3 separate regions of the Mus musculus genome follow, and all the other regions are linked to region 1. The links are chromatin contacts, called in public HiChIP or PLAC-seq maps. All regions are on one chromosome and are shown on one strand. The core of a region is the stretch at or near the end of the contact, and the rest is flanking DNA. Distances in the headings are between cores, read along the strand shown. Region 1 holds the start of Plat (plasminogen activator, tissue). Region 2 holds the start of D830025C05Rik (a long non-coding RNA gene). Region 3 holds the start of Plekha2 (pleckstrin homology domain-containing, family A (phosphoinositide binding specific) member 2).

Evidence for each region. HiChIP or PLAC-seq counts read pairs in DNA pulled down with a chosen protein or histone mark.
Region 2: a contact with region 1 is called in an H3K27ac HiChIP or PLAC-seq map of extraembryonic endoderm stem cells, with 8 times the contacts expected there. The contact joins the promoter of D830025C05Rik here to the promoter of Plat in region 1. A contact is called at or near these places in 2 of 39 promoter capture datasets (hippocampal neurons and liver) and 1 of 115 datasets of contacts at active chromatin or transcription factors (extraembryonic endoderm stem cells).
Region 3: an H3K27ac HiChIP or PLAC-seq map of bone marrow-derived dendritic cells shows a contact between it and region 1, with 7 times the contacts expected there. The contact joins the promoter of Plekha2 here to the promoter of Plat in region 1. A contact is called at or near these places in 2 of 39 promoter capture datasets (the 3T3-L1 cell line and cranial neural crest) and 1 of 115 datasets of contacts at active chromatin or transcription factors (bone marrow-derived dendritic cells).

The regions. Positions count from the first base shown.
Region 1 is chr8:22,756,281-22,759,086 of GRCm38.p6, reverse strand. It overlaps Plat (plasminogen activator, tissue), which reads right to left and starts at 1,365. Exons shown (of 14, transcript NM_008872.3): 1 at 1,259-1,365.
Region 2 is chr8:25,595,007-25,597,812 of GRCm38.p6, reverse strand. D830025C05Rik (a long non-coding RNA gene) reads right to left here and starts at 1,330. Exons shown (of 1, transcript XR_003947362.1): 1 at 1-1,330. Letm2 (leucine zipper-EF-hand containing transmembrane protein 2) reads left to right here and starts at 317. Exons shown (of 11, transcript NM_001364069.1): 1 at 317-538; 2 at 1,368-1,451. The coding sequence starts at 1,405.
Region 3 is chr8:25,100,427-25,103,232 of GRCm38.p6, reverse strand. Plekha2 (pleckstrin homology domain-containing, family A (phosphoinositide binding specific) member 2) reads left to right here and starts at 1,422. Exons shown (of 12, transcript NM_031257.3): 1 at 1,422-1,573. It overlaps 5830408C22Rik (RIKEN cDNA 5830408C22 gene), which reads right to left and starts at 1,054. Exons shown (of 2, transcript NR_155282.1): 1 at 1,022-1,054.

The DNA of each region.
Region 1 (2,806 bases), core at 116-2,615:
GGTCTGGGAGAGAGCAGGCCAGCTGCTGTAGAACTCACAGGAGACTTTCCAAATAATCTGGGGGTGTCCTGGAAACTCCGTCCTAATCCAGTTGGTCCGGGGTGGGGGGGTGCAGCTAGTACTGCCCCTGCCAGGATACAGGCTGGCTCTCCTAAAAACACTTTAGGTGGATTGAACAGGATGGTCAGAGGGACTGTTTACATTATAGTGTTTCCAGTATCTGGTCTGGGGCTGAATATTATTTAACCCTCACTGGCTGTGCCCACTCTACCTTCCACTGACCTGCATAGATTTGTTCTGGACAGGCCACGTCTGGATCTCAGTGAAAATCCCTAGCTGTATTTTTCTGTAAGTGTACTCCAGTTGTATTTGTGACGCGCTCGCAGGATTGTTAAATATCCACCACCACAACAGACACACGTTTTTTGTATATGCCCCTGCCCCATTATCAGCTGCGGAAGACCACGGCATCATTCTAAGCTGGCCATCAAATTAAAGCATTGCTACTGCTTTTCTTTGCACTGAAGCTTCGTCCTTAGTTATCTTGGAGCGCTGCATACTTTCCTCCCACGCCCACACCATCTCTCCCTCCCCCCACTCCATCCATCCTCCCGCTGTTTCTGTGAGGTTAAGAAAACAAAGGTCCTGAAGGAATCCAGAGAGCCTTTAGACTCTTCCAGCTGCAGCATGAAAAAGCAAACACATCTGTGCTTGATGTCCAAGGGTGAGATTGACTGGAAGAACGGAAGAGAGGATGCGATGAACTCCCGAGAGACGAGAGGTTTTGCATCCTGACTCCCACTAGTAATGAGAGGTTCCTAAAAATCTCAGCTTCTCTCTGCCAGCCTAGTTAATCATGCTGCCCAGGCAAAATGCCCCCTCCTTGATGCCCAGCCTGTTTTTTAGTGTGTTCCTTGGTCAGAAGGTAGCCATACAACTCTGGCTTCTCAGCTCAGGAAGGCAGCTGAATCTAGTTACTGCCCGTTAGTGCTGCTCCCATTGTCTGTTGAAAGAACCGGAGTCATTCTGTTTGCTTTCTCCCCTGTGCAAGCAAAACTTCTGCAAGAGACACCTCTCTCCCATTCTCTCCCTCTCACCTCAGCTTACCCAGGGTCATTGCAAAGAACCCTGGATGATGCTGGCTGGTCCTCTGTCTGTGCTTCCATTAAGCATCCCTTCACTGGCTCAGTTTGCCCCCAAAGACTTTAAAGGGACAGAAGAAGAGTCAGCTGTTAGATACCGGCAGAAATTAACTTACCGAGAGTGCTTGCTTCTTTCCCACTCTTGCAGGGGCCTCTCCTTGACGCTGAGCTCTTGAGTTCCTGCAGGCTCTGTCTCCCTGAACAGCTCCAGCCAATTTGAAGGATGAAGAAGGGGTGGGGCCAGAGGTGTGGGCGGGGTTTCTCCTCTGCTGGTGGGTGGACTGAGGAGCCAATGGAGCAGCCGGTGTCTCTAAGGAGGGGGAGGAAGTGCGCGCGGAGGAGCACAGCCAGTCTTGGCTTGCCGCCAGTTTGATTATTCACCGTACTGATGTCATCGAATCACAGGAATTTTCAGAGTTGGAGGGGACTTAAGACTCATCCTGTTTTAAAACCCCGGTCTCAAAGGCCTAAAAGGAACTGTAAGGATCTGCTGCTCTAAGCTCCTGTCTTGACCCATGAGTTTATAGTTCTAAACAGCCCCGCCCAGTTGGGGATGGGGGAGAGGTCTTCTGGAATTTGAAGCAACTACCCCTCAGGACACGTGGGCAATTAATTGGCCGGGCAGATGATGATAAGCTGGGTTGGGTGTGACTGGAGATAGAACGCACATGACTTTTGGTGCGCTCCCTACCTCTGACCTGCTCTCCTAGACTGAGGTGCTTCTCTGCGGCATCTCAGCAGAGATCTCTCAGAGAATTGAGAAAAGTGGGGAAATGGGCAGGTCTCTCAGCCTCAGCACCCTGAAATTCTATCCTAAGCCATCCTTCTTCTAAGCCCCACACCCCGGAGGCAGACAATAAAAGCTCCTGAAAACTACTATTCTGATGACCCTTTCACAACCTACCAAAGCCTCGGCAGTCTCGGGGCACCAGGTCACCCAAAATTCCAGTTTAGTCTTCATCTGCAGCTGCTTGCACATCAGAGGGGTGGGCGAGTGGCCTCTGTCAATCTCGGCTGGCGTGGAGCTGAGAGGAGGGTTTCTCAGTAATCACAGGTGCCCTGAGTTTTGCTAAATGCACACTCCCCTCCATAAACACACACACACACACACACACACACACACACACACACACACATCCTCCGAAACCCCAGCTTTTGTGTTTCTACCACCTGTGAGTCTGTTTCCCCTGTCAGACTCCGGGGGGTGGGGGTGGGGGGGGGTGGGAAGCAAGACTGAAGAGCCAGAAATACAAATGGGAAGCTGATACCATAACAATGGGAACTTTGATTTTAGTCAAAGGATTGCAGGGGGGTGGGGTGGGGGGAGTGAAAATAAATCTTAATGATATCACATCCTGGGAAACTTGCCTAGGAGCCCTTTGCTCCAAAGGGCTCCAAGTACAATAACTTGGGGGCAGATGGATAAGAAAATGAAGTGCTGAAGAAAGAGTTCCTAAGGCTAGCTTCTGCAATGGGGGTCCTCTCTGTAGTGTGTGTCACCTGTGGGGGCAGAGAGTTGGCTTAATGATCCCTTTGTTGGGGGCAATGGAAGTGGACAGCTGACGAGGTATCAGGACAAAAACCATGATGAGAAAACTAATTAAGAAGTGATGTGATTCCCAGGATAGCCCAAGGAAAGAGAAGTGGGCAAGAAGCTGACAACA
Region 2 (2,806 bases), core at 81-2,580, 2.8 Mb before region 1:
GAGTTCTCGAGGAGTTGGCTAGACTACAGAATGTGGGCAGGCAGGGGGGGGGGGGGGACGCAGCTTTGGTCCTGTAGTACAGACGCTGCCTCAACTAACTCCGACCCAGAAGTGACTTCGCGGGCTCGTGCGGGGGACCTTGTTGCCTTCCGCGCGGCTGCCGTGAAGGACGCGAGCCAGTCCCAGGATTTGAGAGCTCATTGGATGGTAGTGGCGTCACTCGGAGTGACGTCACAGGGCGAGGCGCAGGAGGTGGAACCATGGAGACTGGGCTTCCGGCCCCTTTAGCGTGGGGGCGGGGAGGAATTGGGAAGGTAGGGTTGGGGCCTTAGTCACCTCGCAGCGGACAAGGGCTCCCTCGGCGTCTCCCGTCAACCCCGATCTCTCCCCTAAACTTTGGACATTCTCCCCTACGGTGTACCTGACCCCACTCCAACAATCCCCAGACCCACCGCAGTCCTCCCCACTTTCCGCGGAGACTACCGGCCGAGAGCCGAGGGCGCCTTTTGCACCGGTGCGGCGAGCGCGGGGTGCAGAGGTAACCCCGCAGCGCTGGGCGTGGGGTTCCCCCGAAACGCCGGGCAGACTGCCTGGGAGTGGCCCGTAGCCCCGGGGCCAAGGGCTGGGGAGCCTCCGCAACAGGCCCGGCCTCCCTCCGGAGGAGCGCTGTCCGCGGTGGGGCTGGTTTCCGAGGTGCTGTGCCCGGTTCGCGATGTTTACTTTTTAGCTGAGGTTTCCATAGGGTGGGGTTGAGGGCCTGGGGAACCTCCTTCCGGCACGATTGCGAGATCGCAGTGTTATGCCAGTAGCTGAGAAGCGGCTCGGGGTGGAGAACGGTTTTAGTTAAAGGTACAGAGCTTAGTTCGGACTCTGGAGATTCTGCATCTGCGCTTGAGCCTTTAGTAGATACCATTATGTCTTCGCTGTTCCCACATGAAATTAGTGAGAACTTTTAGACTTTTGGGTTGGTGGTAAATGAATCCAGGGTGCTTACTTTCTACTTGTATTTTCTGGTTACAGATAAAGATGTCTTTCTCCTTTTAACCGTCGCAGCAGATTATTAGACACTATTGACCAGAAATTTAAAAAATTAAAAAAAAAAAAGCCTTTGGAGGCCACATCGTCTTCAGGATCATCTTCTTAGAACCCATTTCTGTGTGTTTGGATCGAAAAAGTACCATTTTCAAATCCAGAGCTAAGAAAATACTGAGGCTTTTGTAAATGAACTTGAAGGAAATTTTACACCTTGAATATGCAAATCTCTCTCTTTGCCTTAGTTTTTCTTAAAAAAAAAAAAAAACCACCTAAATTCTCATGTTTAATTGATTCCTTTTTAAAATACTAAATTGTTTGCTTCTTTTGCCTAGGTCTCTGTGTTGGTTAGTTGAAACAAAAAAAATAAACATGGCCTTCTACAGTTATAATTCATTCTTAGCTATTTTCTGGACAAGGTAAGGCTTGGAGTTTCCCACAAAAAAAAATGTATATAAACTCATGCATCTATATGAAAAACATGTGTTGTAAAAGACGTGGTGACAAATGCGTTTAGTCCCAGCACTCAGGAGACAGAGGCAGGCTGGTCTCTGAGTTCAAGGCCAGCCTGGGCTACATATCAAGACCGTCTCAAAAATATACATAAATAAATAAAGGAAGTAACCAACAAAACAAAAAGATTGGCTTAGTACAGAAAACCTTGCTGAGTTTTCAATACATTTCAAGGAAGAACATATTTTAATTTGAACTGCTTTAGAATGTAAGCTGAGTAATTTTGGAAATACATGATAGAGGAAAATAGATGAGACAGTTTTAGAGTGGCATTTCTGTTATTGATGAAGATTACACGAGGACCTCAGGTGTAAGGAAAAGTAAAATGGCTCTTAAACAAGCTTAGCCCAGGACATGTTCCAGTCTAAGGTCCCTTGTCATCTCACTTGTGCATTCAGAAGATTAACTGAACACTCACCACTTGCCACATTCATTGTATATTTTTCCTTTTGTCCATTTATAGGCTATATTTTGATATGTTTAAAAATTGCATTAAAGAATGGGAAAAGGCCATCCTTTAGCCAAGAACAACAACAAAAATCTCCCCTTCTCTCTTTCTTTTTTCTTTCTCTTTCTTTTTTCTTCCTTCCTTCCTTCCTTCCTTCCTTCCTTCCTTCCTTTCTTTTTCTTTTTGTTTGTCTTGGGGTTTTGTTTTTGTTGTTTGTTTTGTATCTATGTCCTGGAACTCACTCTAGACCAAGGTGGCCTCCAACTCAGGCATCTGCCCACTTCTGCTCCTGAGTGCTGGGTTTAAAGGTGTGCACCACTCTTGACTGACTGGCTGCTTGGTGCTATCTCTACTTGGCTGTGTTTTATTTATGTTCTAGCTTAACTACAGGATTAGAATATAAAAACCATTGGTCGAAGTGCTCAATTCTAATTCCTATTTTTCAAAGTCTCTTGAGTAATTTCAGGGAGATTATATTTCATCCCTTTGAGGGAATCTATAGACACATGGACAAAACAGTATCACCTGATTGGTTAATCCTCACAGGGACTATGAAGTTGTTTCATCAAAATGTTCTTGGTTGTCAGTAGAGTAGCTAACAGTCAGAGCTTCGGCTACTTTATGAGAGTAGAGACAGTACTGTCATATCATCCCTGACAGAAATATGTTTTTGAATAGATACTTTTTCTAATAAGACATTTTAAATCTTTTTGTTGCTTAACTACTCAAAAAGAGCATGCCCCTGACACCCTTTTGGAGATCACAGGGCATCTTATGAAAGTCAGTTCTATCCTTCTACCATCCGGGTCCCAA
Region 3 (2,806 bases), core at 173-2,672, 2.3 Mb before region 1:
TTCTTTTCCTTCCTCATTCAGAGCATAATGTTCTAAAGCAAACGTCTTTTTTTCACACCTGAGCGAACTGGGCGGCTCATTTTCGCTTTGGCTATCAAAATAGAAGAGGAAGCGCCTGCGGTTTCATCAGGGGAGCTTTCGGGGCGTGTGCTGCCGGGCGTCCCGCCTTCCTGCCGGCTCACCTGGCTGCAGCCCTCAGCCCCCAGGCTGCCAGGCTGCCTTTGCCTCGCACCGTACTTCCCACCCGCGAAGCCAGGCCTAGTCCTGCAGAGCTTCCGGGGGCGACTTTTTCACTACACACTCCGAGTACCTTGGACCCACACGGCTGACATCAGCATCCTCCTCCCCGCCCCCAGCCCCCAAAGCCGCATCTCTCGGTGCTCGGTCCCTGGGCTGACAATTTTACCGTAAAATTGAGTCCACTTTGTCTGCCTGGCGTTACTTATATTTAAATGTCAATGTCTCCACGAGGGAGGCCTGCGTTAGACCGGACAGACCTGCCCTCTACTGACTGGGGACCCAGAACAAGTTACCTAATGTCTTGGAGTCTCGGTTTCCTCATCGGCCCCAGCACCGGATTGATACCTACGGGTTGCTGTGTGACTGAAGGGCGAGGGCGCTGGAGTTCTGTCTGGTCACCCTAGGCTGAACCTATCGAATCCAGCTTCTCTTTCCCACTTCTCTCCGTGCTCCAAGAAGGGCCAGGCAAGCTGGGTCAGGGCGTTGGCGACCCTCTTAGCTCCGGGGGGTGCACTTTAGACCGCAGGGGGCGATGCGTTCCTCTCTCCACCCCTAAACTCCCAACGCCCCCTCGCCCTCCGGGCAGCCGCGGTTTGGGCCGGCTGCACAGTGCGCAGAAGTAGGCTCGGGACGTGACGGTCGAGCACCCCATCGCGGACACCTGCTGCAGCCGGGTTACATCCCACCAACCTCCTCCCCCCCGCCATCCCCCGCTGCTGTCCCCTCGAGGTCTCCGCACCCCTCTCCTCCCCCCTGGAGGCCCGAGGAGCATTGTACTCACATCCGGGGCTGGGTTTTGCTTTAATGTGAAACGAAATTAACCCGGAAAAAAAGAGTCGAGAGACGGCCTTGGAGGACAGCTGAGGATAAGGGAGAAGTGTGCCGCAGGACAGGCGGGAAGCGAAGCCCCGAGGCGCAGAGCTCTGGGACCCGATGCGACCCTTGCTGCGCAGAGCGCGGTGAGTCGGGCAGAGAGGCGCAAGGGTCCGGGCGCGGAGGGCAGAGAGGGGAGCAGGGCGGCTGGGTTTGCTTGGTGGCGCCAGTCCGGGTGGTGGACGGCGACCGGAGGTGGCCCAATGGGCCACCTCCCCTAGCTCCCAGGAAAGCCCCAAATGCAGCCCCTCCTCCAGTGCACTGGCGCCTCCTGGGTGACCAAGGTCGCCACCGCCAGGGGTCGGGCTGTGGGGTGGGGCGTGTGGGGGCGGTGTCCTGTGGAGCTGCAGATTCTCACGTTTGCAGCGGCGAAACTTCTCCGAGGTTCAAGCACAGGGGTGGTAGCCCCTCAAGGACTGCCCGGGCAGCGGGTAGGGGAGGAGCGCAGAGAACGTCCCAGGCAAGTCCCTCAGGCACGAGTTGGGTGTTGGAGCCTCTTCCTTCTCCTTCTCACTCCTTTTTAACTTGGCGCGGGCCTAGAATGCTACCCTGGGGAGACTCCTCCTTTCGTCTGCTCCCGCCATGGGCTTCTGGGATTCCTGGCAATGGAGGTGACTTGGTGGAAAACGTAGGTCGGTTCCAGGTTAGGTAACCCTTTCGAGGGGAAGCCTCAAAAGGCTGTCCCCTTTAACGTCCGCGCTTCCCTGTTCTGCTCAGCCATGGAGACTTAAAATTTAAAAGGAAAAGAAAAGAAGAAAGGAGAGATGGGGCCAGGTCGTGTGGGAAGGGAAAAAAAGTATCAGGGCATGACCAGGGCACCCTTGTACACCTTCTGCCCTGGGCAGCCCTGCCCCGAGTCTTTCACCTTTAAGGCTTCCTTCCTTCGTGAACATCTTCCGTTTGTACTCCTTCTGTCCCTGATTGGACTCAATTAAGAGTTTTTCAGAGGCGCATAAACACTAGAGGAGGAGCAGGGGAGAACGAACCAGTTGCGGCTCCTGGGAGCATTTTGGTTTGCAGTAGAGGCTGAAGTTCCAAAATTGTGCTAGTGTTCTTAATGTCTTTGATTAGCTGTCCCCCATCCCCCACTCTTTCTTTGTTGCCTCCCACTCCTCCACCCCCCCACCCCCCTCCAGGAGGAGTATAACGCTTCCAGCAACAGCTAAGCAGAAGACACAGGAAGGGTAGAAGTTTTATCTTCAACTTGGTTGCATCTAGTGACTTGTTAATAATAATGATAATAACTTGGTAATAAGAACGTACTGAGTTAGCAGTGGGCCAGCAGCTCACCGGGTCTTTAGGGAGTTGTCAGACTAGTGAAGGACCCTGGCTGTGCAGAGCATCAAACTGGAGTCCCTGGTGTTTGGAGAAGCCAGAGGAGGATTTCTGAAGCATAATCAGTGGCCTTGGCAGAGTTTAGCTTTCCCTGGGTGCTGCCTGAGGCAGGGTTCTAAGAAGAGTAGAGTTTGTTGAGCAAATGAATGAAAGCTATCACTGAGAAGAAACAGAAGAAAGGTGGGGCCTCAGGTTGTGTCAGGCAACGTTTCTCTAGCTATTGTCTTTAGACTGATGAGTCCTTTGGCTGTATCTGCAGATGTCTTTTTACAGATTACTGGTACCCTTAGTGGAGTTTTAGCTGGCTTACATGGGAGTCTTACCTACCTCTTAACTGGCGAATTTCTACCCGGGATCA